Linked DNA regions of Mus musculus: all the other regions are linked to region 3. A link is a contact called in public Hi-C and HiChIP or PLAC-seq data. All regions are on one chromosome and are shown on one strand. Each heading gives the region's core, a stretch centred on a gene start, on an enhancer-like site or on the middle of the called end of the contact. The rest is flanking DNA. Distances are from core to core; before and after follow the strand shown. Region 1 holds the start of Frmpd4 (FERM and PDZ domain containing 4). Region 2 holds the start of Hccs (holocytochrome c synthetase). Region 3 holds the start of Arhgap6 (Rho GTPase activating protein 6).

Region 1 (2,851 bases), core at 10-2,509, 670 kb after region 3:
GAGTCTGAGAGAAGACTCCTTAAGACTCTGAGAGAAAGAAGAAAAAAGGTGAAGCCCCGAGAGAAGCCCAAGCCTCAAGGAAAGCTAGCAGTGAGTTAAGGAACAGGCGTGATTCTCCAAGGTAATTATGTAAAAAAAAAAGAAGAAAGCCTAGGAGTTCTAAATGGCTGCAACTTGGAGTTTACTCTGTCTAAGGTGAGTGTTCAGTGTTTGGTTTGTGCTTCTCGCAAGGTTTCTCTCCCCCTCCCCTTTACGGTTTTGCCCACCCTCAATTTGAAAAGGCAGCTTGCTCCGCCCGCCAGACCTAGCTAGCAACCCTTCTCTTCCCTGTCATCCTCAGCCCCTCCTAATTAGCGCTGCACCCCGCCCCCACCCCAGCTCCTGGGACCCCGAGTTCTCTTTTCCTCTAGTAAGGAGCAGCTGTGTTTATCCCTGCACCCCGCAAATTCATCCTGTGCTTATTTCACCAACGCTGCTGTGGTGCTGCTGTCCAAAGAACACACCTTTCCAGTTATCCCAACAGCCACGTCTCGCTCCAGTGGTTCAGGGAAAGCAGAGGGAACTCTTGAGCTCTCAAAACTGAGCCCACTCCGCTGGGTATCTCCCTTCCCTTCCCCTGACAAACGATCCCGTCGCTTCTTCCCATCCCTAGTTCTGTTTACGGAAGCCTAGGGCCGCCTGCGGTTGCATTGCTCTCCCTATGGTTTTTGGAGGCTGGAGGTAGTGTGTCGCGGTCCTGCAGCACGCTAAGGACTGTTGGAGCAGATCTAAAGGATCTGGAGGCTCCCGGAGCGGGTGACAGGAGAGTGCCCCCTCCCCCTGGGCGGGTGGGGGTAGGGAGGCGAGAAAGGGACTCGGGGAAGGAGGCAGGGAGGCAGCTGCAGTGCTGTGAGGGGTGCGTGCGCGTGTGCCAAGCTTGCCCGCCGCCTCCTGGTTCAGTCTGCGATCTTCGGTGCGTGGGACCCTGGGCCCCAAAGGCTGGGAAGCAGGAGCAGCACCCCTCACCCTAGCCTCTGGTCCTCAGGGCGCCTGGCGGTCCTTAGAGCCAAAGCTCTCAGGGCGGGGCGCAGGACCCGGGCCGTGCTCCCCGCCCCCGCTCCTTGTGCCCAGCCTGGCTCCTTCTCCATTGAGTTTTCCCGAAGCGGGCGCCCATCAATGGTCCTGCTTGGGGATGCACACGCAGCTCACGGCCGGAGGGGGGTAGCAGCCGCCGCCTCCAGGTACTGGCCCTCCTGGGTCTCCGCCACCACCCGCTGCTGCCACTCAAACCCCAGGCGCACTGAGGTCCTGGCCATGGGGCTGCTGAGGCTGCCTTTGCTGGTGTGAGAAGGGGCAACGGAGCCTCCAGGCTCTGGGGTCCCCAAGCTGCCTACATGGATGTCTTCAGCTTTGTGAAGATTCCAAAGCTTTCCAGGTAGGGACCGCGCGGGTTTTCTTTGCACCTAGGGCTTCCGCAGAAACTTGGTGCTTTATTTTTCTGGGGGCTGGAAAGAGCAAAAGCTTAAAAGAGCAGCCAGGCTTAAGGTAGGACCAAAAGAAAAGGACCCGAGGCTGCTGCCTTCAACTTATTTCTCCCTTTCTGATGGGGTTTTATAGCCCCCAAAATAGAGCACACACACACACACACACACACACACACACACACACACACACTGACACAGACACACAGACACCACCACCCCCACCAGATATTCAGCACAGCTTGTTTTCCCTCAGAAAAAGCCACAGTGGGGATTAGGGGTCACACTCTATGTTAAGGGTCAAGAGATGATGGTTGAAATCGATTTTACTAGGGAAAACCAGAAGTATTTCGAGCTTAGGTACTTGATTTCCAAACAGCAAGGACCCAAAAACCCCCTTTCCCTACCCCTAAATTAGTCCTCTATGCCCTGGAAAAGTCAGTTTGAAGGTTGACCCGGATGTTTCCAGCAGGGACCCAGATGGCAAAGTCATGGAGGTAGAAGAAAAAGGCTTTCAGCCATTCTTTGGGTAACTGTGGAAATAAATCTAAAGCCTTGGAGATTTAGAAATTTGCTTCTAAGTAGCTGTGTTATGATTGAAACTAAAGCGGAATCATCAAATCAGGAAGATTCCTTTCCCCAGCAGTGTCGATAAGAGAATAGTAACATTGCCTGCCACTTTGTGGCTACCTAAGTAGTATCTGGTCAGAGTACTCATTTATTCCCTGCCCTGCTGTGCTTCCAAAATCTTCACTGTACACAACAAGTCAGGTCTTGTGCTTGGGGCAATAACTGAGAGAGGTGGGCAGGAGAGGTGTTGGGAAACTATGTCTTCCTACTTCTTTGCAAGACTCTGGCAGACCCTGTGTCTTGGAGGTCTAGGGCAATAACCCCTATCAGATAAGCACTTTTTAAGATCAAGTATCATGCTATACTTTCCTTTATTCTATGGGATAAGAGTAAAATGTGTTGATTGCATAAAAAAGATGAACAATCTCAAAAACCCGAGGCAGAAAAATATGTTGACTTGGTTTGCCCAGTCCTATCAGAGGCACTCACAGCCCTCAGGTTTGGATAGTGCCAACAACTGCAGCTCTTTGTTTTCCCTGCCCATCCCTGTATGCTCTCAATCATATAGGTTAATCTTCACATCAGGCATAGATTACCTTAGGGAAAGGATCCCTATGTAACTTACTCTGGGAAGATTGGAGATACTAGGGTGGTAGATAAATGTGTCGTAGAGCCACCCACGAAGGTTCCTGCAGATCACAGGGCCGATGTGTGAAGCAGTCAGTGGCTATATGTGACAAATTATTTGGTTTCATGCTGATTATTTCAAAGGGCCATGGCTTCACACTGTCCTATTAACTTCCTGCATGCTTCTGCCCATG
Region 2 (3,070 bases), core at 136-2,635, 530 kb before region 3:
ATCTGTAAATCAGATATTTACATTATTATTCATAACAGTAACAAAATTATAGTTATGTAGTGGTAACAATAATTTTATACTTGCGAGGATCATCAGAACATGAAGATCTGTATTAAAGGGTTGGAGCTTTGAGAGGTTAGAACCACTGCCTTAGAAGAAGTTGTACCACTTGGACCGACAATGCTCCCCACAAGAACCAAAGACTAGCAAAAAACCAGACTATCACTGAAGAGGGGGCATAACACTTTAAGATCCAGAGTACCAGGAAGTCTGCTGTGGACCAACGCTCCTAGAAATGTCTTCATAAAGAAGACCTAAACAATGGTCACATTAATATGAAAGGGGGCCATTTTCATGGGGTCCCACAGAACTCAAAGCAGGAACCTGAAGCCACCAAGGAATCAAAAGCCATGGAGGCCATGGAGGTACACCACATACTGGCTTGCTTGGTCCCATGGCTCACTTTGCTTTCTTAATATAAGCTAGCCCATCGGTGGTACCGGATACAGATATGGAGAAAATGTCCCCATAGGCTTGCCCACTGGGCCGTCTGATGAAGACAGTGACTCCATTCAAGTTAACAAAAACCTAACCAATACAATAACCATCTCCTATCTGCTGGTTTACCCTACACAAGTAATATAAAAACGTACTTTGTGTAATATGAAATATACTACTTAGATGAAGGCTGTGAATTCCATGGAGTACACTCACAACGGTTGCCAGAGTCCTTGAAAGGACTAGGCGGTGGAAGTTTAAGTGCGTCTACTTAATTATAGCACTTTATTCCACAAATAAGCACAAATATCGCTTGTTCATTAAAAAATACAAGTTGAGCGGGCGGTGGTGGCGCACGCCTTTAATCCCAGCCTTCAGGAGGCAGAGGCAGAGGCAGGCGGATTTCTGAGTTCGAGGCCAGCCTGGTCTACACAGTGAGTTCCAGGACAGCCAGGGCTACACAGAGAAACCCTGTCTCGAAAAACCAAAAAAGAAAAAATACAAGTTGACCTTTCAAGAACCTAAGGAGATGACTTAGAAAAACACAGCGACGTGCCTTACCCCTCGGAAGCGACACCCCGCGGTTCCCTAACTTCTCACCCTGAGCGGCTTACCGGCCGGCCGGCGGAGTTAAAAAACACCGCCTGGCCCGTAGGGGCGGAGACGGAGAGAAGGCTCGGGCGCCTATAGGCCGCGGAGCGAGAAGGGGTGGACCGACCCGCCCTTAAACACACCGCCCCGCACGTAGGGGCGGAGACGGAGAGAAGGCTCGGGCGGCTCGAGGCCTCGGAGCGGAAGGGGGTGGGAGCGATCCGCCCGACCTGACGACCGTTCCTCTCCTCAGCGCGAGCTTGCCTCGTGCTCCCGGAAGTCCCGCCTTCGGAACAGGAAGTAACGGCGCCCGAGAACGCCGGCTGTGACCGGACGTTAGCGGTGACCCCGCGTGAGGAAAAACCGCGGGTGCAGCCGAGCGACTTCGGCTGGGCGGTTCGACGCGCTCGCGGCCGCGCCGCGCGGGACAAGTCGGAGCGGAGACTTGGGGGCAGGGCGGCGCCCGGGTTCGGCTGGAGCCGGCGGCTGCCGAGTGAGTTCGGCTGGGCAGGTTGACGCGCTCGGGGCCGCGCGGCGCGGGACAGTCGGCGAGGTGACTTGGGGACAGGACGGCGTCCGGGTCCGGCTGGAGCCGGTGCACTGTGCAGACCGCGGTGCCGGTGGGACGCGCATAGACGGGAAGGCAACACTGGTGGCTTCCTGCCCTTCGCCGCTCCTTGCCTCCCGTTTTGGTGACTTTTTTTTTTTTAACCTTCCTATTTTCCCTGAGGCGCCTGCCCTACTGGGAACACGGGTTCGAGGCTAGTTCAGTGTATTTTCCCTTGGACCCCACCATCAAGACTACACCCGTCTTCACGACGTGGTTGCATCTTACAAGTTTCCAGACTCTGGCACGGGTCCCCAAATGGTGGCATAGGCTTCAAGGTATTTTCCCAATGGAGGCACTGTTTTCAAAGTGTCCCCTCACCACCCCCCACCCCCACCCCCGAACCAGTGCCCTACCTCTTACTCTCCCAAGGGATGGTGAAAAAAAGCCAGGGCCAGCCAGGATCAGAATAACAAGGGGATATCAACTGTTTAGCCTCCACGTTTTAATCTGATTTCTTGCTTTGGCAGCTGGGTATTTTAGATTGGGAGTGACCCCTGTGATTCCAGCCATGGGTGCCTCAGCATCTTCTCCTGCTACTGCAGTAAACGCCTCGAATGCTTCAGATGGTCAGCCAGCTTCACCACCTTCAGGATGCCCGATGCATAAAGGGCAAAGGAAAGGTAACTTGCCTGTCTCGAAAATTAAAAGAAAGCTAGTGATTCTAGAGCGGTGGTTCTCAAACCTTCCTAATGCTGGACCCTTTGACCCAGTTCTGCACGTTGTGGTGACTCAACCACAACATTATTTTCCTTTCAACGTCATTACTGTAAGTTTGCTTCTGTTCTGACTCGTCATGGAAATATTGTTGGAGATAGTGCGTTGCCAGAGGGGTCAACCCACAGGCTGAGAGCCACAGTTCTAGAGTTGTAGCTTGGTAGTGAGGCTTGCAAAGCGGGACTAAGGCACTCTGGGGCTGGTCCAATTTGGCTGCTCACTAGATATTATCATAAACAATTTTTTTTATATCTCACAGTCTGTCATCTATGCAATTTTTCCTTAAATCAGCCTTGTCTTTCCAAAGTTTACCAGTGCCTACATCAGTGGCTTTCAGCTATGCATGTAAAGAGCCATCATTGAATACATATTTTGGTTCTCACAACTGAGAGGAAATGGTTCTGCTGACATAGACTGGGGTGGTATTAGATAGTGCTAAATAGACATCATACAGCCTCAGACATGGAGTCTTTGGTCCATAAATAGTAAGGGTGCCAGAGCTGAATAAACCTCGGTGTAGCTGTTTGAAATACACTACTCCCATATCTGTTAAGGTCTTCATCTAGGTCAAAATCAGCCTTCACCAAGTGAATTTATAGAGCATTATGTCAGTGCTAGGCTGGAAACAAAACAGTTCTTTAATGAGTGCATGTCTGC
Region 3 (3,119 bases), core at 187-2,686:
GGTGTGGAAAAAGACGAGCACAGAGGTCTCGGAGTCTGGAACCGGGTAGCCCGAAGGTGCTGACTCCGGGGAGAAGAAGCTAAGCGGGAACCGAGACCCTCTGCTAAGAGCTGTGGAGAATGGAGGCGGCTTACTGTGGAGCCCCGCAGGCCGCCCTCGGCGCCCATCTCGCTCCCGCAGCCACCGATCAGAGCTGGGTCCAGGCTGCGCGTCTGGCGCAGCTTCCTTTTGGAGAATCCCTTGGCCGAGGCCGTGCCGCCCGACGCGGGCGAGGAGCAGGAGAAGACACTGTGCAGCAGGCTCTGCGCGGACATCTCGGCAGGGCTGGGTCTGAAGGCCACCTTCTTGTCTTCCCTCCTAGATAGCGGGAGACTGTGACCTGAGAAAACAAGTGGCCAAAGTAGAGTAGGGGAAAACTGCCAGGCGGGGCTCGCCGAGGAAGGTAGAAAGCAGTGCCCCGTTCACGCGCCACCAGCGCACTCCAAGTGTCCCTGCGGAGGCAGAAACAGGAGCTCCATCCCCAGCCTTTTGGGAAACAAGAGGTCCAGGTCCCTTTACCGTCTCTAGAATCTTCCTCAGGAGTCCAAGTCTCAAAGAGGCTAAGGAAGAGGAGGAAGGAGGTCAGTGACTAGCTGAGATCTCAGCTCCAACCCGCCAGCGCCACTCCCCCTTCCCAGCTGAAGGCGGGAGACACTGCGCTTCGGCTCTCTGGCTCCGGACAGCCTCGAAATCACCAGCAAGCTCCTCCTCGTGGCCTGAGGACAATCCCGAGGGCTAGGGAGGAGGCTGCCTGAGAGTCCGCCCTGAGCGGATCCTTGGTGCTCCCGGCGCAGTGAAAAGTCCTCTGGAGCACCCCAGCTCAGCTGTCCGGCTGCGCCCCCAGTGCACCTTCTTGGTAACTTGGGGACCGCGGCTGTGCTTTGGGGGATCAGCTGGGTTGCTAAGTCCCCCTTTCTGATTGACGAGGCTCCAAAGTGTCTCCAAGTTCACGTTCCCGCGCAGTCCCGCTGTTGACTCAGTGGGACACCATATGTGCTGCGTCCCGGGCCTTCCAAGCACTGAGCGACAACGGTGTCAAAGAACTCCCCCGCTGCGCTCAGCACTACTCAGAAAGGTCTGCGCTCAGAAGACAGTCTCTGAAGCGAGTATCCGTGTTCCTCTAGAAGAGCGACACTTGATATTTGCTGCCAACCTTGGTTGGGCCCAGAGCTGGCTCAGAGATGTCCCAGCACCCTCGCGCCAGAGGCAGCGGGGAAAGGGGTGGCCCGTCCCGGGTAAGGCCAGAAGAACGCAGGGTCTGGAGCCGGGGCGGAGCCAGAAGCAGGAGAATGCAGAACGTGAACTTTTCCAGGCGCCAAACCTGGGAAGTAGCTCAGAGAGCCAGCAGCTGGTCTCTGATACCCGGCCTCTAGGGAGAAAGTCTTGAGGACGGAAGTGCGGACCTACTCCCCCCCCCCCCGACTCCCCTCCCCCCAAGCCAGGGGCTCGCGGTCTCCACACACGTTTCTGCAAAAGGAAGGGGAGTGTCAGATTGCACCCCACCCACTGGTGTCAGACCCGCAGCTCTGGACGGTTTTTCTGAACTTAGAGTTAAATCCCCTGCTTTCTTTTCTCCCACCCACAACCCCGCCTTTTTATTTTTTATTTTTTGGTGGAGAGTCCTCGCGTGTCAGGGTCCTGCGCACGTGTGTAGATATGTTCTATGTAGGAGAGGTGAACAGAGCTTGGTCCGGGTGGAGACTGACACCAACTAAAGTTAACTGGCCTCCGGGGTCGCCCCAGAAAGCTCCTGAGCACAGGGCTCAGCTGCCAAATCTTGGGTAACTGATAAACACAGAAGTCATAGTCAGCAGTCCAGGCTTGGAAACGGACCTGAAGCAGTTTCTCTCACTTGCCCACTCATGGAATCTATAAATCTATAAAGCCTTGCCTGCCTCTCCTGGGGCTTTCTGATGTCACACTTAAATTTTGCTAGGCATCTTAAAATCATCTCTGCAGGGACTGCAGGGATTGGTCCGAATGTTGGAAATAAGTGACTTCTTGTGGTTCTGTTTGTTCAAAACCAAAATATGTGGGAGTGATGATAACTGACTACAAATAAAAAATGAAACGTCATTTCTTTTAAAAGCGTATAACGGAGTTATTAATACGAGTGTTTGACACAAGCCTTGTGTAAATACCAGCAACTGCTCAAGTTTTATTTATAGAAGCGCTTATACCTTTGATGCTGGATGCAGAGGTGGGTTACTTTACTGTGCCTTTTGACAATGCCACCTTGAACTTCCTAGGTGATTTACTATCCACTACTCAATAGTTTGTATTTATTGATTAGGAGAAGGCAGGTCATGGAATCTAATTAGCAGGAAAATTTATCACCTACACAAAAGTATGGGACATCCTACTCTGATTCCTCCTGTAGCCTGTATTTCTCTTTGCGAATGCAGGAGGCAGCACTCCTGTGTTAGCTTGAATGGAAATAACCTTCTGGGTAAAGATGATTTGTTTAAGGGTTTGTTTGTTTGTTTCGTTGGGTGTTTTGTGGTGTGTGTGTCTGTGGGGGGAGGGCAGTAGGGGGTGACTGTCCTGGCTAGTTTTATGTTAATTTGATATAAGCTAGAGTCATCAGAGAGGAAAAATCCTCAGTTGAGAGCAAATGAGAAAATGCCCCCATGAGATTGGGCTGTAGGCAAGACTGTGGGGCATTTTTTTATTTAGTGATTGATTCTGGAGCACCATGCCCCACTCCCACCCCCTGCTCCACCCTCCCTCCTTCTGCCTGCTGATTGTGGTCAGGGAGATAGATCTCTAGGCTGGTAGTTCTGGGTGCTATAAGCAAGCAGGCTGAGCAAGCCATGTAGAGCAAGCTAGTAAGCAGCACCCTTTCATGGCATCTGAATCAGCTCGTACCTCTACCTCCTGTTTGCTGCCCTACTTGAGTTCCTGCCCAGACTTCCTTTGATAATGGACTATGACCTATATTGCTTTGGGTCACTAAGACAGTGCCTATTGTTATTTTAAATTTGGTCAGGCCCCAGCTGGCCTGAAATTTGCTGAATTCCCTAGAGATCTTCCTTCCTCTGTCTCCCCCATCTTGGAATTTAAGGTGTAGGCCATCCTGA

The links. Hi-C and Micro-C count contacts between places; a contact is called where the count stands out from the background. HiChIP or PLAC-seq counts read pairs in DNA pulled down with a chosen protein or histone mark.
Region 1: an H3K4me3 HiChIP or PLAC-seq map of embryonic stem cells shows a contact between it and region 3, with 6 times the contacts expected there. The contact joins the promoter of Frmpd4 here to the promoter of Arhgap6 in region 3.
Region 2: a contact with region 3 is called in a Hi-C map of LSK cells, with 4 times the contacts expected there. The contact joins the promoter of Hccs here to the promoter of Arhgap6 in region 3.

The regions. Positions count from the first base shown.
Region 1 is chrX:168,121,349-168,124,199 of GRCm38.p6, reverse strand. Frmpd4 (FERM and PDZ domain containing 4) reads left to right here and starts at 1,259. Exons shown (of 17, transcript NM_001368936.1): 1 at 1,259-1,414. The coding sequence starts at 1,374.
Region 2 is chrX:169,318,687-169,321,756 of GRCm38.p6, reverse strand. It overlaps Hccs (holocytochrome c synthetase), which reads left to right and starts at 1,385. Exons shown (of 7, transcript NM_001331049.1): 1 at 1,385-1,781; 2 at 2,167-2,319. The coding sequence starts at 2,208. It overlaps Gm15246 (predicted gene 15246), which reads right to left and starts at 1,362. Exons shown (of 6, transcript NM_001361166.1): 1 at 1,060-1,362.
Region 3 is chrX:168,793,416-168,796,534 of GRCm38.p6, reverse strand. It overlaps Arhgap6 (Rho GTPase activating protein 6), which reads right to left and starts at 1,436. Exons shown (of 13, transcript NM_009707.4): 1 at 1-1,436. The coding sequence starts at 314.